Regions from separate parts of the Mus musculus genome. Here all the other regions are linked to region 1. A link is a contact called in public HiChIP or PLAC-seq and promoter capture Hi-C data. All regions are on one chromosome and are shown on one strand. The core of a region is the stretch at or near the end of the contact, and the rest is flanking DNA. Distances in the headings are between cores, read along the strand shown. Region 1 holds the start of Galns (galactosamine (N-acetyl)-6-sulfate sulfatase). Region 2 holds the start of Dbndd1 (dysbindin (dystrobrevin binding protein 1) domain containing 1). Region 3 holds the start of Afg3l1 (AFG3-like AAA ATPase 1). Region 4 holds the start of Tubb3 (tubulin, beta 3 class III). Region 5 holds the start of Fanca (Fanconi anemia, complementation group A). Region 6 holds the start of 4933417D19Rik (RIKEN cDNA 4933417D19 gene). Region 7 holds the start of Chmp1a (charged multivesicular body protein 1A).

Region 1 (3,145 bases), core at 396-2,895:
GTGCACCATGTAGTGGAACTTGAGCTCACTCTCTGTCGGAGTGCTTCGGATGTACAGAGGGTAATTCTGCAGGAAGAGATGGCAGCCCACCCAGTGAGTTCGGGCTCTAAGGGCAAAGTCAAAGCACTCGTGTGCTCTCAGCCTGACAATGACTCTCTACTGCTTAATGCACTGTGGCATGCTGCCTTCAGCGACATAACTGAACCTAAGGAAGACTGTCTGCAGAGAGTGGACTATAAAGATAAAACTGGGTGGTGTGGCACTTGCCTGACATGCACAGGGCACTAAGTCCAATTCCCAGTGCCAAAAAGAAAAGCAATATGGGACCAGAGATGTAACTCCGTAGTGGAGTGCTTGAGTCGCAGCATTAAGCCCTAGTTCTCTCACCTGTACCAGAAAGGAGGAGGAAGGGAGGGTGGAAGCAGTAGAGACAAATGCACAGGGGCAGGAAGTGAGCAGAAATGACTCCGGAATGCCAACCTGAGCACAGCCTAACAACATACCCTGACACTTCTCTTCCTAGGATCACCTCTGCCTCAACCACCAGCACACTCTGTAGTGTCATCCTAACAGCAGGGGCACTAGCTATTTCTTAACGTGCCACACTAGGGTAGTGGTCTGTTCTCAGTGCTTCGAGACATTGAATGAGTCTCCAAATCAGGACCCTTCAGCATAGATACTGGACTTCCTCCTCCTGAGTTTATCAAAGCAGCAGCTGCCTATGACATGAGTTTTGGTTTTGGTGGCCTCCTGGGGGTATAACTCCCTCTTTCATACTGACAGCTTCACAGCAGTCTAATCCCTAATGGCAGATCTCAGAAAAAGCCTAATAGGGATACAGGCTTCATGCAACAGGATATTGTGGCCCTCTGGAGCTGTCTTAGCATCCATAAACAGCTTTCCGGAAAGAAATGAATATATATGTTGGCCAGCAAGATGACAGTTGGGAATAGAGGGTACAAAGGGGAGAGGGATGCTGTCTAGAGGTTTGCAGGCCTTCACGGTGGAGTAGAAGGGTGCAAAAGACATGAAGGGGACTATCCTAAGGCAAAGAAAAGCACTTGGATTCTAGGCTGACTTGAGCCGCGCCAGGCTTATATTTAAATAGCGCCGGCTGGGCAGCCAGGGGACGGTCCGGAAGGCGGGGCAGAAAGACCGGACGCGGAAGGCAGCTGAGGCCGTGAAAAGAACGCGTAGAGCGACGGGTGGCAGGCTGCAGCGACCAGCTAAGCTTCCCGGGGGATCTCAAAACCCGGAGGCGGAGGCCTGCAAACTGGCGGCGGACGGCTGTCAGCTGTCAGCGAAAGCGAGCCGGAAGGATCCTGATCATAGGGCTTGGCTGAGGCTTGGAGCTCAGAGTTGAAAAGATCAAGACCATGGCTGGAAGGAGGCCCGCCGCCCGCCGCCCGCCGCCCGCCGCCCGCAGCCTCTCACGCACCTCCTTGGCGATCACCGCGATGCACACCGCCATATTGGCAGGCTGTGCGCCACATCATGTGACCCGATGTGGAGGCAGGCCCCGCCCATTCTCCTCCCACCGAGGCTCAGAGCCCGCCTCTCTCTACCATGGCTCCGCCCAGACTCTCAGGTCCGGCCTTGGTCCCGCCCCTTTCCCGTAAGGCCCAGCCCACTCCCTTGTCACTCAGACAGCCTAGGCCCCACCTCTCCCTCTTCTTTTCTCCGTGGCCCTGCCCCTCCTCTCATTCTGCCGCCAGGGCCCGCCCTACAGTCCAAAAGGAACCGCGGCAGGCTTGGGACTGGGTCTTGACTCCTCAGCGGGAGCTTGGTTTGCTATGGCGGCCTGTACCGCAGCCCAGCAGCTGCTGCTGGTACTGAGTGCCCTAGGACTCTTGGCCGCAGGTGCTCCGCAGCCCCCCAACATCGTGCTACTGCTCATGGACGATGTAAGTGGGGCCACGCGGCGGGGGGACACGGAAGACACAGGGCAGCCACACGGCGGATGAGCAGTGACCCGAGGGAGGCCCAGAGCCCGGTGTCACATCTTTCACTGTTTCCGCAGTGGGGGTAGGTGTTCAGGGAGGCCCTTTTCTTCCTACTTCCCCTCCCGAGAGCGGGCTGACATTCTCCTCCCCTCAACAGGTGGCCCTGCCTTGGTGCCCACCTCCAGCCTGACCTCTGGGGGAACTCTGACCACAAAGTCAGGCATAGAATGTCACCTGCGAGTGCAGCCTGTGGTCATTTATGAATTCTGCCCTGGGGCATATCTCCCTCAGTGTCCCTGTCTGAGAAATCTGTCGCCCTGAAGTGACATGAAAGCTTAGAAATCAGTCATGTAGAACACTAAGTCAGATGGAACTATCCAAACAGAACTAGATGGACTGTGCCTTCCTCGCAGTCTCAGCCTGCCAGCCCCACCTCCACCCCCACCCCCCCACCCCCAGACACACACTGTGGAGTGACATCTGTTGGCTATTGTTAGAATCAGAGTCACATCCAGTTCAGGATGATTTGAAACAAATCAGAGGCTAATACCGGCCGAGGCTAATTAATAGCCAAACCAGCCCTCTGCAGGGCCTTCAGACCTGTGCTGATCCACACTTACCTCCTCAAAAAGGGGAGAGGGATGCTGTCTAGCGATCTGTGGGCCCATCAGAATGGAGAGGTGCTATATATGTAAAATAAGTTGAATTTTAGAGACTTTTAAAAAAAGATTTATTTATTATTATAGATAAGTACACTGTCGCTGTCTTCAGACACACCAGAAGAGGGTGTCAGATCTCATTATGAGTGGATGTGAGCCACCATGTGGTTGTTGGGATTTGAACTCGTCAGTGCTCTTACCTTCTGAGCCATCTCGCCATTCCAATTTTAGAGACTTAATAGGAGAAAAAGAAAGTAAACATCCCACTTGATAAACATTAGCTTAGTAGTTTTTTATTACTAAGAAAAATACAGATCTAAAAAGTCCTGTACATAAGTCCCACCACCCAGAAGCCACTGCAGGAAACCCCTTCCAGCTTCCCGTTCTTTGTGGATGCTGACTGTTCACACAATGGATGTCTGGCTTCTCTGGCTCCTGTCCTGGTCACTAATAGCAGACTTTGCACAGTAATGAGCAGTACTGAAGATCTATATATAGAGAGAGATTTCATACATATATAGTGCCTTTCAGTATTAAGTCGTT
Region 2 (3,145 bases), core at 258-2,757, 900 kb before region 1:
TTTTGTCCCAGGGAGGAAAGGAATGACCAAGGACCGAGCACTGACTCAGCCAGGCCTGGTGGGGTTTCAGAGGGCTTTAGCCAGCTGGTGGGGATGTTCCCTTGTTTTGTAAACTAAGAACTATTTAACTTTCTGAAATCGGCCTTCAAGCTTAAAGGCCACAGGCTACCTTGTGTCCACTAGAGCTGGGCAGAAAGCCAGAGCTTTGACTCAGACCCTACTTGATTCAATGAAGCTTTTTGGCTACTGTCCTAGCCATCCATTCTGCCCAAGGCAGTACCAACTTATTTCATCCACTCAAATTCCCCTCAGCCTGTTCAGTTATGAATAACTCATCTTCTCTGATAATTTCCTTTGTTGTTTTGTTTTTGTTTTTTTGTAAAAGTGTAAATGGATTTTAGATTGGGCCTTCTGACTTCTAACCCTGAATTGTGCAACCTGGAGAAAGTTGCTGTCTGTCGGTCTCTGTGCCGGGCATCTTTAGATCTCTAGGAGTAAAGAGATACTGTGTATCTTAGTTAGGGTTACAATTTCTGTGAGGAAACACCACGACCGAAACAACTTGGGGAGAAATACATACTCGGCTTACACTTCCACACCGTTGTTCGTCGACAAAAGCAGTCAGGGCCAGAAGGGAAAGCAGGCCAGGAGGCTGGAGGCAAGAACTGCCGCCCAGGCCGAGGAGGAGCTGCTTACTGGCTTCCTCCTCACGACTTGCTCAAGCTGTTTTCAAAGAGCCGCCTGCCTCTGCCTCTCTGCCTCAGCCCTGGGATAATTAAAGGTCTGTGGTACCAAGGCCTAGCCTTAGCCTGGCCTTAGCCTGCTTTCTTATAGAACCCAGGACTACCAGCTCAGAAATAGCGCTACCCACAGTGGCCTGGCCCTCCCACATCAATAATTAAGAAAATGCCTTACGGCGGAACATTATGGAGGCGTTTTCTTAATTGGGGTTCCCGCCTCTCAGATAACTTCAGCTGTGTTAAGTCGACGTAAAATTAAATGGCACACTGTGCCATGCAAGCAGGTCTGATGCAGGACTGGCGTTTGGAGATGGGACTCCAGCTGTGGGTTATCAATACATCCAAGGCCTTCTTTTTACCAGGTCACCCCCCACTCCTCCCGGACTTGTACTCTCAATATGGATTCAATAGCATTAATCAGGTCCACAATTCCAGGCTTATCAGTTGAGGGTTCTGGGGCTGCTTTGGCCCTTCTTGTGGCACCTCCTCTCCTAACTCTTTTGCCAGGCTCCTCATGTCGCTGGCGCCCCACAAAAGCCCGAGGTTGTGATGGATAGATGGACCGCAGCCAGCGCGCAGCTCAGTGCGCAGGAGCCAGGGAAGCTAGCTGAAGTCGGAGGTCCGCAAAGGGCTACGTCCCTGCAGAAGGGTGGGTGGGGGTGGGGGTGGGGGGGTGGGAGTGGGATGGGGGGGGGTTGTTGTTGGCCGGGTCGGCAGGGGGCGCGCGAGGAGCAGGGCGGGGCTGCACCTGTGCTGCTGGCTGCTGGAGATGGGGAGGGGAGCGGCGCCAGAAGCAGCTGCGCGCCCCGCCCCGCGGGCTCCTCCCCGCCACCGCGGCCCCTTAGCTGCTGCCCCGATGCGCTGTGCCCGAAGCCCGGACTCAGTAGTCACCAGAGCAGTTGGGGCACCCGGGCTGTCGCCGCCGCTGCCCACACCCCCCGCGGACCCCATTGGCCGCATGGAGTCTCCCGAGGGCGCTGGTCCGGGAGGTGAGTCCGACCCCGGCCCCCAGAACCCAACAACAAACCGCAGCCCCTCCCTCTGCCCACTAGCCAGCTACTCCCGGGGCCTGGAGACCCGCTGATGCCTTCTGAGCCCGCCCGTCCGACTCAGAGCTAGGGGCGGAGGAGGGGGCCGGGCCAGATCCTTGGAAACGTGCGGGTATCCGGCTCGGCAAACACAGACTGCGTCTCTTTCCCTGATATGCGAGCTCCGGGCTCCGGAAGGCTTGCGGACTGCCCTCCAAGGAGGTGACCAGGGGTTGCGTCCTGAGCCCCCTGCCAGCCGAGCCTGGGAGCGGGGGAGGGGCGTGTAGGGGCCGGAGTTAGGGATCTGGAGAGGGGATTCGTAGGGGCGATGCTACCCGCTTGTTCACGCGTAGGCTTTGTTCGCCCCAGCCGCGATACCAGGAGGAATGACAAGAGGCGGAAGGGGGTCTGGGGCTCCCGACTGAGCTGGGGTTTTTGTGAGGTCATGGCGCATGCACCCGAGCTCTTGGTGCTGCAGGGCAGCGGCCTCCGAGCTGCCCAGCTGCCATATATTTGGAAGGGAAGGTGTGAATGGTGTGCTCCTTCCTCGGCCTCTCCCAGCAGCTGAAGACCCTTGAGGTTAACATCTTACCGCAGGGTCTGCCCTCCTTGGAGCGTGCCCACAGGCGGGTGGCTGATAATAGAGAGAAAACTCTTAAAAATCACCCACCCTGCGTCTCAGCTTTCCAGAAAGCTTTTCAGGGATCCATCGCTGTGGGAACTTGGATGTAATCTGAACAATCCATCACTTGCTTAGCCATACCCAACACCTCTAGGATTTCCTGAAGATCCCATCCCAAGGAAACACCAAGTGTCTGAGGATTTGGCCAGCTTGCCATTCCGCCTGCAACCCAGCCACACGATGGCTTCTTCTGAAGTCCAAAGGGTTGCCCGTGGGAGCTGTCCCCAAGCGGCTCCTATGTCTACAGGCGGGGAGCAGTGTCCTGCTTGAAAACCCTTATCTGCCTAAGCGCCAGACACTTTCCAGCCAGTGGGATTGGTTGTGCTTTGTTTTGTTTTTATGGGAGACCAGCGTTCTTGCTATTGACAGTCCCCAGACCCTGGGTCTTCCCAGCACCAGCTCCGTGGGTACCAGAAGGTAGATGGTTTGGAGAGCAAGGACTTGGCTTGTAGAGCTCAGAGTTATTTTTTGAGCTGTGCGATGTTGGAAACTTGCCTGTGCCCCTGAGCCTCCGTTAGCATGGCTGTCAATACAGGCAGCCCCCTTGTATAGGGCAGAGGTCTGTCTTTCTTTCTTTCTTTCTTTCTTTCTTTCTTTCTTTCTTTCTTTCTTTCTTTCTCTGAGGAAAGAAAGAACAAGCCCACAAGCTTAAGCAGAGATGGAGTATGCTGTCTCTGATGTATGCATTACTGGCT
Region 3 (3,145 bases), core at 194-2,693, 870 kb before region 1:
ATGGACTCTACCGTGGTCTGTTGCCCGCTCCCTATCTGCCGTGGGTAATGTTTGTTCCCTAAGAGCAGTGTCACACAACACCTTTCTTTGGTCTGTTACCAGTGCTCTGTCTAGGGTGAGTGGGCACTCTGATGTCTCGCCACGAAAAGCCACCCAACCAAGTCAAAGTCCATCCAATGTACTTCTTTCACAAAGACACTGGCCCACAGCAACTCAGAACTGTCTATAACAATCACTATATGACTGATCTTCAACGGGTCACCCACCGGAACAGGATGTGCGACATGACCTGAAATGACTGTGCAATGCACAGCACTAGAAACAAACCTGAGGGCATTTTCCCGACCCACTGTGCAGCTACCTCCTCCAAACCCAGAGATTCCCCCCTACAGAGAGGGAAGCTCTTAAGCCTCAAGAAGCCCCATAAACCTTATGCTCAGAAGCTTAAAAAAAAATCCACGGGCCCCCAGACCCAAAGTTCTACAGGCAGGAAAGAACTGCTGAGGGGAGGGAGCCTCTTCAGTGGTACTGACTGTAGGTTCGCCTTGCGTTGTGACCTGTATGTGAGCCTTTCATCGATGAAACTGCTTTTGAGTCACTCCTGTTAAGTAACCTTCCCCGGTGCGGCCATATTTAATTCCAATAAGCTCACTGGTTCACAAAGCTAGAGGAATGGAATCATTTTGACCTATCGTGAGTGCCCTAGCTGGGGTAAATGGACATTTGCTCATGGACCGTTACACCACACTACTGTCATATTAAGAGGGAACAAGACCAAAACTGAATTGAGGAAGAACGGCTGTATGGCCCCTGTGATGGTAACACGCATTTATTTGAAGATGGATAATCTGCATGGATATTCCCTTTCGCCGTGGTGAGCCTCCTTACTACTGGCAGATGTACCTGTGAGGGGTGATAAAATATCTAGTAAGGCTAAACTATCTAAAAAATGAAGCATCAGTGGCGGGAATTCCATGGTGGCCATCTTTCTCTGCTTAGTATGGAGACCTACGCCTCCTTAATGAATAAAGGCTACTACCTTTTAAGTGGGGCCCTGCAATAGCTAACTGGATAATGGCTAGATCGCACCCGCTCAAGTGTTCCGATCAGCCGTAGGTAGACACTAGTGGAGTCGGAGGCAGAAATCGGGAAGACGCTGCGCCCGGCCCAGCCGCAGGCCGATGACGTCACCGCGACGCCCAGCGCGGCCCCCGCCACGCCGCCCGGAACCCGTGGCCCCAGCGCTGCCCTGCTCACCTGCAGAGCAATGCCACAGGCCCTCACGCTGCTCCAGACCGTCCCGCCGCTCCCTGCGCATCCGCCACATCGCCACAGCTTGGAGAAAGGCCAGGCCAGGGCTCGACTGCCCGCCGCCCCCACCAGCCGCAGTAACATCCCCCGGCCCTGACCTCGCGCCGCCCCCTGGGCGCGCGCACGCGCAGCAGGCGGATCATAGTGCACCACGCCCTCGGGGGCGCGCGTGCGCAGCTGGCCGCCGCATCGGCTCGGACCTCTCTTTGGGTGTCTGGTTCGCGGCCGTGCTCCTTAGGATCCTGAACCCGAGTGTCGCTTCGCGCTGCCTGACAGCTGATGGCGGATGGTCCGCGGCCAACTTGACCTAGACACCAAGGGCCTTTAGACGTATTTTAAATTTTGCATTGTCAACGACATCAATGGCTTCGGTGGGTCCTCGGGGTAACGCGGCTCACGTAATTAAATTTTGAGGCTACTTCTCCCTGGTTGAGGGTACTAGTATTACCGGTTGGAGGTGCTCCCGGTATTTTACATCCAGACTAGATGTGGTTCGAGACCTATCGTGAACAAAGGAACTGTTATTTGGTGCACGACTTGTCTCATTGATCCACGTCATAGACCCTTGTTTAATTTTACTTAACAACATTTTTATTCCTGCGGATGCGCAGGGAGCGACGGGACGGTCTGGAGCAGCGTGAGGGCCTGTGGCATTGCTCTGCGGGAGAGCACTTGGTTGGTATATAGAGTCACCCCAGTTTTGATTTGCCTGCAGTTGTGCGGACTAGCAATTTGGACTTGGCATTAGGGAGGTGTGGGTGTTCAGGATGAACCAGTTTCTGGACAGTGGGGCTGTCCACGACACACGTGGCATCTGCGTGTACTCAGATTCTACCTTGACTACATTTCAAAGGTACAGATGCCCGGGAGAAGACCATTGTCACCCATAGTGTTAGCAGTCCTTCTATGCTCCGCCCAACGGTTACCTAGCAACAAGGCCTGGCTTGCTATAAAAGGGTCTGTTCCCTCCCAACCCGACCCCTACTCCCATACCCCCCTCCATGTCTTCGCTCTCTCTGCCCCTTCTCCCCTTCTCTCTCTCAGACTTTCTTCTCTCCCTGACCCCTTTCTCCCTCTCTCCCCAACTCCTCCCTCCTTCCTCCTCTCCACGGGTTCCTGGCCAGCCTCTCCTCTCCTCTTCTCTTTTCTCTCTTTGACTGCCTCTACTCCCTTCTCAACTCCCTTCCCATGCCCCCAAATAAACTGTTCTACATTATACCTGTCCTGTGGCTGATAACTCAGGGAAAGGGATGTGCCGAGGCATCCCTCCCGCCTCACCATACCGCGCTGGAGTGGGAGATGGTGATAAAAGAAAATGAGATTTTGTATCTTGTGATTCATGTAAAAGAGTTGTCTATGAGCCCGTGGCCTGGGGCTGAGAACAAAGCAGAACAGACAGGGCTGTTGTTAAGACATTCCTAAGAACAGCTTGATTGTACAAGCAGGGCTATCTTGTCTGGGTCAACACCACCTGGCTGGAACCTCCCCTCTGTCCACTGCCCCTTGATGCCGGGTAAAGTCATACATCAACTGGTTGCTATGTGAACAAGATAAGCCCCTAGCCCACAGGAACAAAGTCCTGATGCCCTTTTGCTAACATGTAATCTTTCTGTTAATGTTTAAATAAGCCAATAGTGTGTCACTATGCTGAATTCCACACCCCTAAGCCCCTTACCCCATAAAAACCCCTAGCTTTCGAGCCTCGTGGCCGACATCCGTTATCTCCTTTGTGGGATGCATGTCGGTCCGGAGCTCCGTCATTAAACATCCTCATGTAATTACATCAAGAGATGGTCCTTCGTGATTTTTGGGTGCACACTGAATCAATCGGGAG
Region 4 (3,145 bases), core at 163-2,662, 800 kb before region 1:
GGCTTCCTCTGTATGCCCCCCTACCCGCCACCCCCCCAACCCCGCCCAAATTTCCCTTGTAGGGCAGAAGCAGCTGTCTCCCCTGTGATTAGGGAGTCTCTGTGGTGCCGCTTCCCTTCCCCTTTAACTAGAGGAACCTCCACCCAAGAGCCAAACTTGTAATTTACATGTCAGCCACGTGACTGGCCCAGCCCGTGGTAATTAGCTTTTTTGTTCCTGCCCGGTTTCTATGGCAACAGCCTCCAGAGGTACTCTTTGCTTCGTCCCCTCCCTCCCAGGACCTGTCTACCCAACCTCCTCCTTTGGGAACTAGCATCCCTAAGCCCCGTCCAGCATTCATCTGGACAAAGCTCCCGTTTCATGTTGTTCAGAAGGGAGAAGATTGAGGTAGCTGACCCCACCCACTCAAATGCAACCCAAGTGGAGGTTGGGCTTCTGCAGGAATCAAGTAGTTCTGTCTGCCACTTGCTGTGTGACCTTGGGTAAGGAACAGTCTCCTAAGGACTTGGAAACAGGACAGCTACCTCACTAATGATAGTAGGATTGCGGAGTCACTGCACCAACCCCGCGCCCCCCCCCCGTTTTTTTCTTTTTCTTTTTCTTTTTCTTTTGCCTTGGCTTCAACACCTGGATGCGGGCTAACAATAGAGGGGAAATTGAGGCAATCCTTGCAGTCGGCTTTGTTCTGTGCTCAATCCCGACTGGGAGGCCTTGGGAGCGCACAGTTAGAGATGGGAGATTTTCAGAGTCCAGTTCTGGATCAAGGTCATTGGAGTGCAGGCCGAACTCCTCCAACAAAGGAACAGGGTGGGGCAAGGAAACTGGGTGAGCTGAACAAGGTTGGGGATATGAGGGCGGCCTTGCTCCCTGAAGACTGTCTAGTTCTCCAGTGGGGATCCAGGCATGTACAGTCATTATGGTTTTAGGGGAGAGCCCCACCCAAAGTTGCCCGACACACCCATCTTACTCAAGGCTTAAGTGGCAACCTCAAAGAAGGCCACGCCCAGTCGGCGCCCCCCAACCACATCCCCTGTACCTGATGGTGTGTGTGGGTGCGCAGAATGGATGGGAATGCGAGTCAGAAGGGTTACCCCCAGCCTTCTCCTGCAACCTGGGCGCAGTGCAGAGTGGCGTGATTGAGGGGAACCGATTGGGGACCCCGGGGTCCCAGGAGCGGGGCAAGGGGCTGGGCTCTTCCCTTTGTTCCGCTAGCGGCTCCCAGAGTCGCCTTTCTCTCCCTCCACCCACCGCCCTGGGGCTGGCGCTTGTGGGGACGCAGGACGCCGGACGGCTCAGCCTCACCTTGGCCCCTATCTGGTTGCCGCACTGGCCGGCCTGGATGTGCACGATCTCCCTCATGCTGACTTCACGCGGCTAGAGACGAAAAGGCAGGCGGACAGCAGGCTGCGGAGGATCGGCAGCCTCCGCCGCGCCCTCTTATAAGAGGCTGCCCCGCCCTCGCTGGCTGATGTAAGCGCTGCGGGCCAATGCTGGAGCGCCGCACAATGCGGCAGGCTCTGCAGCATCAGCACCGGCACCGAGATCCGCCCGCACAATGCGGAGCAAGTCTGGCCGCGCCTTCGGAGGAGGGGCCACCGGTGGGCAATCCGCTCTGGGGACAATAGAACCCAGGCCCCTTAGTGCCCCACCCCAGTAGCTGCCTCCCCATTTTGTCCCTGCCCCATCCCCACCCTGCAGCTTTGTGAAGAGGGTCTTTCTTTCTCTCAAGTGCTTAAGAATCAAGACCCATATTCTCTGAGTCCGCCGAGTCGCTTGAGGTGGGAGAGGCAGGGGAAGCGAAACCCTTCTTGAGACCTCTGTGCAGACCTGGGGACGCTAGTCAGGACGGTGGCGGATTATAGCTCCGAACTCTGAGGTCACTATTTTCTGGAGAAGAGAGGGCTACCAGTCCGCGGCTCCACAAAGGGCTGCGCCGAGGGTGCAAATGTACCTGGGGTGTGAGGATGCACACACAGTATCTGGCAAGTACCCCTGCTCCATGAAAATCTCTGTGAAAAATTCTAAGGATATACAACCCACTCAGTGGAGCATGTCGAACAGTCTTTTTTTGTCTGAGCCATGCCTGATGTCATTGGTACCCTTGTGCTTCTGGTACAAGTGAGGGTGAAGAGGGGGCACGAGGTGAGCTGGAGCTACCTAGGTAAGGAGACTGTGTGTGGAGGGGGCCCATTGGGAAGCAGAATCAGGAGGGCATGCAAATTCACAGACAACACTGATTTAATATTCATCTAGGACCAGTGACACCTTATGAGGACTATTTGATATTTCAGTGACAGAAAATTCTTCGGGAAGAATCTGAGACAATAGTACCACACTTCAATGGTCCACAAACATTCATTTCACAAGAGCCGCTAAAAAGCTTAAAAACACCTGCAGATGCCTTCGTCCAGTTTGCACGCACGGGTGCACGCTGGATAGAGCGGCTGCGCATACAACTTTCTCTGAGGGTAAGCATCCAAGTTAGCCGAGTTTAGAAATGGGTCTTTTGTTCTCAAGAGATGCCCCTCCCCCACAATGTGTCCATGATGTGGCTTTCTGTGGTTCCAGCTGGCCTGGCTCAAGAAGTATTGGGTGAGCATCTGTCTCTGTCTCCTTGTCTGGACAGAGAAGATGCTTAGAAGCATCCAGAGGCCTGGGATGCTTCTCTGACAGATGACATCAGGCCAGAGCTCTCTGTGTCCCCAGGGAGCTATGGTGTCAGGCTAAAGGCTGACTCATGGTCCTGTCTTCCAGCAAAGGCTGGCCCTGCCGGGAACCAGCTTCCAATCTCAGTCCAGCAGGGCTGGAGCTGATAGTGTGGCTAGGTCCTGGCCTGGTGCCATTTCCTGACTTGATGGTTGAGGGCATCTCACTCCAGACTGAGAGGCCACCCCAAGGAGGAGGACAAAGAAGTGTTCAGTACCAGTGGGGACTCAAGATAGACTCTGCTGCAGGAATCCCAGGTTGTAGCAGCAGAAAGGCTCAGGGATGTGCAAGCTTCTTAGTTCACCCCAGGTGCTACTCTCCTGGGACTCAGATACGCCTGAAAGGTCTTGTCTAATTCCCAAATCTGACAGAGCACTGAGACCACCCCACCTCCTCCCAGAAGGGCAGTGTCCCATAGAAACAGACCTCAGCCCCTGGT
Region 5 (3,145 bases), core at 290-2,789, 710 kb before region 1:
TCCCAGCTCTCAGTCAGTAGAGGTAGTGTATCTCTGAGTTCACCAACCTACTCATTCAAAATAACAACAACAACAACAACAACAACAACAGGGTAGCAGGGGAGGAACAGTGTGGGTGGGGAGGGCTTGTGTTGGAGGGGGTCCACCTTGTGGGCAATGATGGAAGTACAGCCATTTTTTTTTGAGATTTACTTATTTATTATATGTAAGTACACTGTAGCTGTCTGAAGACACTCCAGGAGAGGGCATCAGATTTCGTTATGGATGATTGTGAGCCACCATGTGGTTGGTGGGATTTGAACTCATGACCTTCGGAAGAGCAGTCGGTGCTCTTAACCACTGAGCCAGCCTTGAGCCACATCTTCTAATAGGCAGAGCAGCTCTCTGATGCTCCTCTCTGAGGGCACTTCTGATGCTAGAGGCAACGTGGGGCTGCCAGACACATTTGATCCTGAACTGGGACGAGTCCTGGCCATAGTGATGAAATTTTGTAGAAATACATTAAAAAAAAATTGGTTCTCTTCAGTTTTATATCTTTAAGTGTTCTCTTTGATGGGTAAAGTGACTTTTTGGCTCCCAGTGTGACCGTAGCACCTCCAGGTCATGGAGGCAGATAAGCCTGATTCCTGGGAAACTTCGGTCAATCTTTGTCTGCTCTGCTCTGGCTCTGATAATGGCTCCTCCAGCTGCTGACTGATTCCAGGCTGGGTGAATTTTAATCACAACCTGGCTACTATGGCCGGTTCAAGCCTGTCTCTAGTGTCCTGTCTTCCACTAGTGTCTGCGTGTGCACACACCTGGGGTAATGCTGAAAATCAAGGACAGTGGCTGCAGTGCACATAATGCCCTCCTTCAGTTTGCTTGTTTGTTTGTTAGAGTCGGGGTTTCTCTGTGTAGCCCTGGCTGTCCTGGAACTCGCTCGGTAGATCAGGCTGGCCTCCAACTCACCGAGATCCACCTGCCTCTGCCTTCGGAATGCTGAGATTACAGCACCGCCCCGCACGTAAGGTGGATTTAAAAAAGGAAGAAACAAGAATGACAGCGTTTTTGTGGCTGTTTTTCCTTCCTAAGTACTTTGAGCGCTTAGCGGGGAGTGATAGCAACTCTAATTTCAACCCTTGAAAGTCACACCCCAGCACCAGAACTCCTTTGGTCAATTTTCCCTCAGAGTCAAATAAGCACAGCAGAGTACTCGGATCGATCCTGTGTAGTTTTGAACAAAGCAGGTAAAAGTGCTTTTTTTTTTTACCGAAAACCTGGGTCCAGTTTGTCACGTGATCTCCCCAGGCCAAGCTCTGGGCCATTAGCAATTCTGCGCCACTTTCCCTCTAAGTTGTCAGGCGCAGGTGTATTGCACCAAGGCTGCCACCATACTGCCTTCTCTGCCACCCGAACGCAGCCAGACTCCGGGACAAGTACTACAACCAAGAGGAAGAGGGCCACAGAGCAAGGGTCCGCCCTCGGGGGTGTGGTCAAGCATGCTCCTAGCCAATGAGCGCCAGCGCCTGGCCGCGGCCAATCGGAAGGCAGCGCGGGCTGCAGAGCCGGTGTTCCAGACGCTATGCCGGGCTCGCCGGCTAGGGGTGCTGCCATGGGTGGTGGGCCCCGGGGCCTCCGAAAAACTTGGACCGAGCTGCTGGGTAGGTCTTGCCATTTCTGCCTTCTGACCCCCAACCAGCGCCAGTGCGGTCCCTCCATTCTTCGGGGTCCGGGTTCAGATCCCAGCGTGGCTCAGCCCTGCCCGCGAGTCAGCCGTCCTGGGCCGCGCTGGTCCTCTTAGGGCCATGGGCCCCAGGCTTCCTGGTCCTGCCGCTTGCTGCAAGCGCTAGGTGACTGTCCAGACTTGGACAGCTTCTCTCTGGACCTCCGCGCAGCGTGTCACCCTGTGTACGTTGCACTATAATTTTCTGAGCAATTTTTTTTTCTTTTTAAAATATCTTTAGCGGGCAGAGTCAAAAAGCAAAAATATGATCCTGAAAGGGAACAGAAATTAAAGGATTCTGCTCTGAAACTCCTGAGATACCATCAAAATATGCATGACCTTTTGCTAGAGGTAAGAGGAAGTTGTCCTGGCTGAGCAGGTTGGATGTTCGGAGCCAAGCCAGATCATAATCTTTTTAATGTCCTTCTAAGCCTGAGTACTTGGCGAGTAACTGGTGCCGGCAAACCAGGTGGGAGGAGAGCTGAGTGTATTTTATATTTTATGTCTTTGGAGATGAAAGTAGTTGGGTAGTACATTTAATAATTCATGAAAGGCTTTAATAAATTCCTTCTGGGAAAAGTACTCGAGGGGCTGGAGGGTTGATTCCTGTACAATCTGGTTTTTGTTTGTTTGTTTGTTTTTCTCTGTGTAATCCTGGCTGTCCTGGAACTCACTCTGTAGACCAGGCTGGCCTCGAACTCAGAGATCCGCCTGCCTCTCTCTCCCAAGTGCTGGGATTAAAGGCGTGCACCACCACACCCAGCAAGATGGAGTACAAGTTGTAAGCTGAAAGAAGCATCCCGAGTTGCTTTTGGTCATGGTGTTTTTATTACAGCAATAGAAATTCTGGGGGCTGGAGAGATGGCTCAGCGGTGTTCCAGAGAAACACCCAGGGGAAGAGAGCAGTGTTTGTAACCTGTGTGGGTGTGGGGTGGAGGAATTCACTGCTGACAAAGGGATGCTTTTTGTCCCAGAAGCCGACTTTACCGTTTGTTGACATGCGCTGCACCCAAATTGGATGGACAGCCCTCTCTTGGAGACACTTTGACTGAAACATTCACTGCAGACACTGGAATTGTTCTAAATATTAAGATAAACATTGTTTCTTTGCAGCAAACACAGACTGTGACAGAAAACGCATATATAGAAACATGAGGGTGATTGAAATCTTTCATAATCCACCAAAGAGAACCAATTAGGCCTTTGCTGCTCTAATTCCATGTTGTCATTTTGAAACACAGTTCAGAATGGCATACAGACAATTTAATTCTCACTTTTAAATATGACAATTAAGCACAGGCATTTTCACATGGTTTAAAATGCTCCTAAACAATAGGGCTGGCATTGTAGCATCCCGTTTACTTCTGGACTTGGTTTTACTAAACCATTGCAGCATCAGCACACCAGAACTTCAGTTTGTCACACACTGATCTGTATGATTTA
Region 6 (3,145 bases), core at 415-2,914, 620 kb before region 1:
CCTCCCGTTCTATTATTTATAATTATTTTGTTTGCATGCATGTGCATCAAAAACACCAGATGCAGGGGCCAGAAGTGGATGTTGGGAACTGGAGTTAAAGACAAAAAAATGAGCTGCCACGCAGGTGCTCATACCCACTGGGCAGTCCACCACCCCACCCGTTTTAAATTGTACTTAAATACGTGTGTTTGACCTCCTTTGGTCCATGATCTGCCAAGACAGGCCCCGCCTAGCCGGTATTTGGCTATTCTGTGGGTTGGCTTGAGGAGCCAAAGTCCAGCCTGGTTCAGACCGGTTCCGCTAGGCACATCTTGGCGACCAGTGATCATACACCCACTGTGTACTCCCACTCAGACTAGCTGAAAGACTAACTAGTGAATCTGAGAGAACTTCAAAAGGTGAGCTGCAGGGGAGGGCCACGCCCAGCTTCGCCCAGGCCACGCCTACACCTCCACCCTCCTACTTAGCCGAAAGGGCGGCACCCGACTCCAGCCTCGCCCACCAACGTCACGACCAAGGCCAAGGGGCGGGCTTGACTTTCTGCGGAAGAGCGAGGAGAGACCCAGGCCCAAGCGGAGCTCTCTGGAATAGCTGGCGACTAGCAGGTAGCACCGCCGCCCACGGGGACCGTCAGTGGGAGAGGGGCTCTGGCTGCAAGAGGTTCAGCTAGTGGGAGCGGAGCTGTTGATACGAGGACGCTCAGCAAGCGGGGCTGAAGGTGTCCTGGGGAGGGGAGGCTACAAATACTGTGGTCACTGAGCTGTCAGCGTCCACGTCTCAGGGACCATAGATTCCGAGAGTTGGCTAAGCTGCCAAGGTCCCTATTTCCAGGTTGGAGGGAGCCCTGGGCTTGCTGGGTGCGGGGTTGAGAGTCGCACACACAGCTGAGATGACATGGTCTCTAGTTTGACACCTCATCCCGGACCTGATCAGGATGGGCAGCAGCTCACTGTCCGAGGACTATCGCCAGTGCCTGGAGCGCGAGCTGCGGCGCGGCCGCGCGGGCGTTTGCGGCGACCCCTCGCTGCGCGCGGTGCTCTGGCAGATTCTGGTGGAAGACTTTGACCTGCACGGGGCGCTACAGGACGATGCGCTAGCCCTGTTCACTGATGGCCTGTGGGGGCGGGCTGACCTGGCACCGGCCCTCCAAGATCTGGCCCGCGCCTTTGAGCTCCTAGAGCTGGCCGCTGTGCACCTGTACCTGCTGCCCTGGAGAAAGGAGTTCACCACTATCAAGGTATGGCATCAGTGGTGCTCCTTCACTCCCGTCCTTGTCCAGGCTGTTTGAGGGCTGCAGATCCTCTTCAGGGGAGGGTTCTGCGTTGAGGGCTCGTGGGCGTGTTGGGATGCATGCCTACCAGTCATTCACCTAGAACTTATATGGCTGTCCTCAAAGTAGTCTCACTGCCCTAGTTGCCATGGAAATTCTAGGGTAGACGTGGGTGGGTGAGGGAGGTACTTGATGTCCTATGGTCATCCTAACTCCTCTAAGATGTGGACTGGTCCCCATCTGTAAAAGGAGGCTGCTAAGACTGGGAAGAGAACAGCAGATCAGAACAGCAGGGATCTTATTCCTGCCTGGGTCCAGGTTAGGCGGCCAGGTCCAGGGCTGGCCTAGTCCTTAGGTCAGATGGCAGACCACTTAGAGGGGGTAGGGCCGCTCTGAGCTAATTTTGAGTGGGAAGGCAATGACGTCAGAATGCACGTGGGCGAGGTAAACCTCCACCGGTTGTCATGGTAACGTCTCCCCCTCCACACCCCACCAGCCTGCTGCTCCACGGGAATACCTGAGATCTCAGGACTTTCATTCAGTTCTGTCAAGCTAGAAGCCCACCCATCCGCCCCAGAGGACAGAGGCAGCCAGGCGTGGCCTTCACACTGAATAGTTCAGAAATAGTGTTGGGGTGGAGCTGGCAAGGATAGAGCCTCCTAGCTGTGTGGTTTTAGGGAAAAGCCCCTTTTCTCTTAAGTCGAGGTGCAACGCCCTAAGGAGGGTGTTCTGGCCAGTGCTCCTTGTGTGTAGACATCCTCTCCCTAAGGGTGCTATGCACAGAAGTGCTCCAAGGAAGCCTAGAGCTGTTGTAGACGGTCACACTTAGAAAGACCCAAGCTTAAACCCTGGAGCTTTGATTCCATTGGTAGCTTGGATCTAGAAAGCACATTGGACTTTCTGGAATACTACAGTCGTGGGAGGCTACCTGCCAGCGAGGTACAGTGGAATATTCCTGTAGGCTGAGGCAGGAGGATGGTGAGTTTGGGGTCAAGCTGGGCTATACAACAAGGACCTTGTCTCGACCACAATGCTTGCTTAGCATACACAAGGGTTTAGGTTCTCCCTTGGAGGAAAACAATGTCTGACATCCAAGCTCACTCCAGACAGATAGAAACTGTATCAGGGGGTGGACAGGAGCTTCAGAAGTGCACCGAGGTCAAGGCAGGCTCAACCCACATAGGCTACATCTAGGAACCTTTATGGAAGTGCATGTCTGACCAGGACCCTTCCTTACAGACCTTCTCAGGGGGCTATGTGCATGTGCTGAAGGGTGTACTCTCTGAGGAGCTCCTGACTCGAAGCTTCCAGAAGATGGGCTACGTGCGCAGGGACAACCACCGCCTAATGGTGACCACCCCACCCCCTGCCTGCCAGCTGGTGCAGGTGGCCCTAGGTTGCTTTGCTCTTCGGTTGGAGTGTGAGATCCTAAGTGAGGTCCTGACTCAGCTGGGTACAAGCGTACTACCAGCCGAGGAGCTGCTCCGAGCTCGACGGGCTAGTGGGGATGTAGCCTCCTGTGTGGCCTGGCTGCAGCAACGCCTGGCCCAAGATGAGGAGCCACCACCTCTGCCCCCTCGGGGCACACCTGCCACTTATGGGGCCCCAGTGGACCTGTATCAGGACCTGCAGGAAGATGAGAGCTCAGAGGCCAGTCTGTATGGTGAGCCTTCCCCAGGGCTGGACTCGCCTCCTGTGGAGCTGGCTTACAGGCCACCACTCTGGGAGCAGAGTGCCAAACTATGGGGTTCTGGAGGTCAGCCCTGGGAACCGCCAGCTGATGATATGCATCGGGCCAGCAGCCCACCATATGGGGCTCTGGAAGAGGAGCTGGAGCCAGAACCCTCTGCTTTCTCCTTCCTTTCTCTGCGCCGT
Region 7 (3,145 bases), core at 438-2,937, 600 kb before region 1:
TTAAGGGTCAGCATGGTCTGTGTGCCTGTGAGGCTGCAGCCTTCCAGATCCCTTGGCACTGTGAAGGAAGACATTCCTGAGGTTGAAAGCGACACAATGGAGCACAGAGTCCTCGATGCCGATGCCAGGCATGGTGGTGGTGGTCGCCATCTCTGACCCATCTTTGGTGAGACATCAAACCACAGGGTGACAAAATCTTGTTTAGTTGGCTTTTCTGTCATCAGCTAAAAGCGCCCTGATCGACAGATATCACATCACAAGCCTCCCTAGGTCTGCAGCCTCTGTGTAGCCTTCTAGCCTCAGATGAGGGGCCCCTAAGCTTCAAGGTCAGACCTCAGAAATCCAGTCCCAGCACCTGGATTTCAAACTGCCTCCCCAAGACCCATGGGTGCCTCAACCTCTTTCTCAAATGAGAGGAGGGTCTGTGCTTTCTACCTCCAATCCTTCTCAACTGTCCTCGGCTACTGCGCCTCTGGCTTCCACCAGATTCCGGCAGTGAGCCTGGGGTAGGTCCTCCTAGGGCTCTGTTTTTCATACAGGCCTCCATTCTGGAACCAGAAAGACAAAGCATCCAATTCCTAATGCCTTCCTTGTTTTAAACCTGCAACAGTTCTATTTCTGACAATGGGGGGGGGGGGGGTGTCACAGTGTCGGAAGGCTCTGTACGTTTCCTTCTGTGTGGCCATACCAAGCTACTATAAAAGGTAGAAACAGGCCAAACGTCTGCCTCGGGGAAAAGTGGAATTCGCAGCAGTTTCTGGTGTCTGCCAAATGCTGGGTGTGAAAAGAAACACTTTTGTCCCACTCACGGTCCTTTCTACCTTGAGACGCCCTCCCATCTTTGTGGCCAGGCTGAGGGACACCAAGCCCTCTCCGCTCAGGAGTCAGTCACACAGCAGCCTGGCCAATCACCCGAGGAGAATTCTGCTCCAAGCTGTAACATGTTGAAGGGATCACTGTGGGACCAGAGAGCACCCTACTAACCCTCTTTGGGGAACACTTTATGGATCGCTCAAGTTTCGTCTCAATTTCTTTTTTCCTTCTGAAACAGGGTCTCCAGATATACAAGATGCCCTTGAAATCCCTGTTATAGCCTAGCCTAGAGCCAAGGGCAGTGCTCTCGCTCACCTTCCCTGCACCGAGAACCCTGTAATATTTACCTCCCGGGTCATCATCCTTAGAAAGAGGTCCCATCCCTGCTGCCTTGCCGCGGCCGGTCTCCTCTGGATCTCCCTACCTTCAGACGAAGACGACGGCCTTGAGTGCTTGGATGTCGCGAACAACAGGCTTTCGGCAGGCTGCGACTCCTTGTCAGACTGCTTGGCCTCCTTCTCCATTACTTTCTCCTTAGACTTTGTAACTAAAGTGGTAGTGCTCTTCTCCTCCTCTGAAACACACGGACGGACAAGCCGTTAGACCTACAGCCCGCGGACGCCCGCACGGAGGGCGGGCCTCGCCGCCAGGCGGCGCCCTTTACCTTTCTTCTCTCTGGGTTTGCTTTTCGACTGGCCCATAGGTGACCCCGCCGCTCCAGCCGGGCGGCCTCGGGGCCGGTTAACCCGACCGACTCACAAAACCCACACTAGGCTCCGGGAGCTCATTACCATGGCAACCGCGTGCCGCGCGAGCCGTGCCTGAGCCCCGCCCAGGCCCCGCCCAAGCCCCGCCCCGGAGCTATCTTCTCGCGACAGCCGGCCGCGCGACCGGAAGCGGTGGCGACCCCGGAAGCCCTCGCGGAGACAGCGGGTCCGTAACATCGCGTCCCCTGCGCCGCCCCGAGGGCTGTGCTAGCCCGACCGGCCATGGACGGTAAGGGGCTGTCATCCACTTCGGGGTCGGAGCGGGAGTCTGCGGACGTCTCGCCTCAGCCCCATAACCCAGCCGGACCCGCCCCGGGCTTCAGCCCCAGACTCTATCCCCCCGGGCCTGGGACCCATAGTCTATACCCTGTATTCGGACCGGGACCCGCCCCCAGCTCACTGGGCTCGAGACCTCCGACTAGGACCTGCCCTGGGGCCTGCAGCCCGTGTAGCCACCAGGACCCGACCCGGTGCCTGAACCCTGACATCCTAGCTGAAACCCTCTCCTGGGCCTCGATCGCACAACCCAGCAGAAGCCAGCTCCCGATTCTTGATTCCAGACCCCCAGCCAGCTCTTACCCCTGGGTCTTGTTTCTTTACCAGATCTCCCCAGGCCTGCACCCCACGCCCGGGATCCAAACCCTGAATCTTGTCCAAATGATCCTACACCCGACCCCCGATCCAGGCCACTTCCACTAGCCACTCTCCCTGTTTGTTTTGTTTCTGTTTGGGGACAACGGAGTGTGGTCAGAAGGCACCAGAAAAGTACCCAGAGAAATAGTAATTAAGATACAAAGGAGTTCAAGTGCCAAACAGTAGGATTTTGGGTTCCCTCCTAGTAGGAGGGCCCGGTTAACCTTAGGTTAACAGGTTGGAAGGGAACCACCCGTAGCAGTATGAGTCACGAGTCACTTCGACCTGCCGTGGCTCCAACCTCTAGACTCCCAAGGAACTCATAATAGGTTTTATGGGCTAGTATCATAGAGTTTTTGTTTGTATGAGACTGCTTCTCTATGTAGCCTTGGCTGGCCTAGAACTTACTGTATACACCAAGCTGCCCTTGAACTCAGAGATCTGCCTACTTCTGCCTCCCCACTGCTGGGATTAAAGGTCTGTGCCACCGCCTAGGGCTGTAATGGAGGTTTTGTTTTGTTTTTAAACTGCTTTCTGAAATGTAGAAAGCTAAAGTACTGTGTCATTGTTGTAGAAGACGTAAGAATCCTAGACTGAGCCAGGCGTGGTAGCGTACGCCTTTAATCCAGCCTGGTCTACAAAGTGAGTTCCAGGATAGCCAGGGCTATACAGAGAAACCCTGTCTCGAAAAACAAAACAAAAACAAACAAGCAAAAAAGAATCCTAGACTGTCCCTTGGGAAGAAGATGGACCCTTGTCTGACATTACAGTTCACTCTGCAGCTCACAACAGGGTTCTCCCGATTTTCAGAGTCCAGTCCCTCTAGAGTCTACATGAAAGTACGGGCTAAAATGGGGGCGATTTGGCCAGTGTCCTAAAACTAGTGAAATGGCTGGACCATACCTAGGTGACACTGTTCCTCCAGTCACTGT

The links. Promoter capture Hi-C pulls out the DNA fragments that hold promoters and counts their contacts. HiChIP or PLAC-seq counts read pairs in DNA pulled down with a chosen protein or histone mark. Capture Hi-C pulls out chosen DNA fragments and counts their contacts.
Region 2: a contact with region 1 is called in a promoter capture Hi-C map of hematopoietic stem and progenitor cells, with 3 times the contacts expected there. The contact joins the promoter of Dbndd1 here to the promoter of Galns in region 1. A contact is called at or near these places in 4 of 39 promoter capture datasets (hematopoietic stem and progenitor cells, hippocampal neurons and liver).
Region 3: an H3K4me3 HiChIP or PLAC-seq map of bone marrow-derived macrophages shows a contact between it and region 1, with 5 times the contacts expected there. The contact joins the promoter of Afg3l1 here to the promoter of Galns in region 1. A contact is called at or near these places in 2 of 39 promoter capture datasets (both in liver) and 1 of 115 datasets of contacts at active chromatin or transcription factors (bone marrow-derived macrophages).
Region 4: a contact with region 1 is called in a promoter capture Hi-C map of liver, with 5 times the contacts expected there. The contact joins the promoter of Tubb3 here to the promoter of Galns in region 1. A contact is called at or near these places in 4 of 39 promoter capture datasets (hippocampal neurons, liver, maxillary cranial neural crest and 1 more) and 1 of 115 datasets of contacts at active chromatin or transcription factors (microglia).
Region 5: a promoter capture Hi-C map of pre-B cells shows a contact between it and region 1, with 4 times the contacts expected there. The contact joins the promoter of Fanca here to the promoter of Galns in region 1. A contact is called at or near these places in 7 of 39 promoter capture datasets (the C10 cell line, cranial neural crest, hematopoietic stem and progenitor cells and 4 more), 1 of 484 Hi-C or Micro-C datasets (embryonic stem cells), 5 of 115 datasets of contacts at active chromatin or transcription factors (T-cell acute lymphoblastic leukemia, astrocytes, embryonic midbrain and 2 more) and 3 of 9 other capture datasets (adipose tissue, liver and macrophages).
Region 6: a contact with region 1 is called in a promoter capture Hi-C map of fetal liver, with 5 times the contacts expected there. The contact joins the promoter of 4933417D19Rik here to the promoter of Galns in region 1. A contact is called at or near these places in 22 of 39 promoter capture datasets (the 3T3-L1 cell line, the C10 cell line, the HPC-7 cell line and 13 more), 7 of 484 Hi-C or Micro-C datasets (B cells, CD4 T cells, CD8 T cells and 4 more), 8 of 115 datasets of contacts at active chromatin or transcription factors (SST interneurons, bone marrow-derived macrophages, embryonic forebrain and 5 more) and 3 of 9 other capture datasets (adipose tissue, embryonic stem cells and liver).
Region 7: a contact with region 1 is called in a promoter capture Hi-C map of liver, with 5 times the contacts expected there. The contact joins the promoter of Chmp1a here to the promoter of Galns in region 1. A contact is called at or near these places in 21 of 39 promoter capture datasets (the 3T3-L1 cell line, the C10 cell line, the HPC-7 cell line and 13 more), 1 of 15 datasets of contacts at CTCF or cohesin (large pre-B cells), 34 of 484 Hi-C or Micro-C datasets (B cells, CD4 T cells, the G1E-ER4 cell line and 25 more), 22 of 115 datasets of contacts at active chromatin or transcription factors (the NIH/3T3 cell line, the SCID.adh cell line, SST interneurons and 15 more) and 5 of 9 other capture datasets (adipose tissue, embryonic stem cells, liver and 2 more).

What each region holds. Positions count from the first base shown.
Region 1 is chr8:122,609,987-122,613,131 of GRCm38.p6, reverse strand. Galns (galactosamine (N-acetyl)-6-sulfate sulfatase) reads left to right here and starts at 1,645. Exons shown (of 14, transcript NM_016722.4): 1 at 1,645-1,904. The coding sequence starts at 1,794. It overlaps Trappc2l (trafficking protein particle complex 2-like), which reads right to left and starts at 1,506. Exons shown (of 5, transcript NM_021502.2): 1 at 1,439-1,506; 2 at 1-66. The coding sequence starts at 1,471.
Region 2 is chr8:123,513,817-123,516,961 of GRCm38.p6, reverse strand. It overlaps Dbndd1 (dysbindin (dystrobrevin binding protein 1) domain containing 1), which reads left to right and starts at 1,507. Exons shown (of 4, transcript NM_028146.4): 1 at 1,507-1,729. The coding sequence starts at 1,597.
Region 3 is chr8:123,476,160-123,479,304 of GRCm38.p6, reverse strand. It overlaps Afg3l1 (AFG3-like AAA ATPase 1), which reads right to left and starts at 1,443. Exons shown (of 17, transcript NM_054070.3): 1 at 1,258-1,443. The coding sequence starts at 1,395.
Region 4 is chr8:123,409,820-123,412,964 of GRCm38.p6, reverse strand. It overlaps Tubb3 (tubulin, beta 3 class III), which reads right to left and starts at 1,412. Exons shown (of 4, transcript NM_023279.3): 1 at 1,303-1,412. The coding sequence starts at 1,359. Mc1r (melanocortin 1 receptor) reads right to left here. Exons shown (of 1, transcript NM_008559.2): 1 at 2,221-3,145.
Region 5 is chr8:123,316,970-123,320,114 of GRCm38.p6, reverse strand. It overlaps Fanca (Fanconi anemia, complementation group A), which reads left to right and starts at 1,539. Exons shown (of 43, transcript NM_016925.3): 1 at 1,539-1,640; 2 at 1,944-2,053. The coding sequence starts at 1,562.
Region 6 is chr8:123,233,610-123,236,754 of GRCm38.p6, reverse strand. It overlaps 4933417D19Rik (RIKEN cDNA 4933417D19 gene), which reads right to left and starts at 1,664. Exons shown (of 3, transcript NR_045849.1): 1 at 1,202-1,664. It overlaps Spata2l (spermatogenesis associated 2-like), which reads left to right and starts at 497. Exons shown (of 3, transcript NM_030176.3): 1 at 497-605; 2 at 906-1,237; 3 at 2,510-3,145. The coding sequence starts at 935.
Region 7 is chr8:123,211,330-123,214,474 of GRCm38.p6, reverse strand. Chmp1a (charged multivesicular body protein 1A) reads left to right here and starts at 1,687. Exons shown (of 7, transcript NM_145606.3): 1 at 1,687-1,809. The coding sequence starts at 1,803. It overlaps Spata33 (spermatogenesis associated 33), which reads right to left and starts at 1,617. Exons shown (of 3, transcript NM_177279.4): 1 at 1,478-1,617; 2 at 1,238-1,387. The coding sequence starts at 1,514.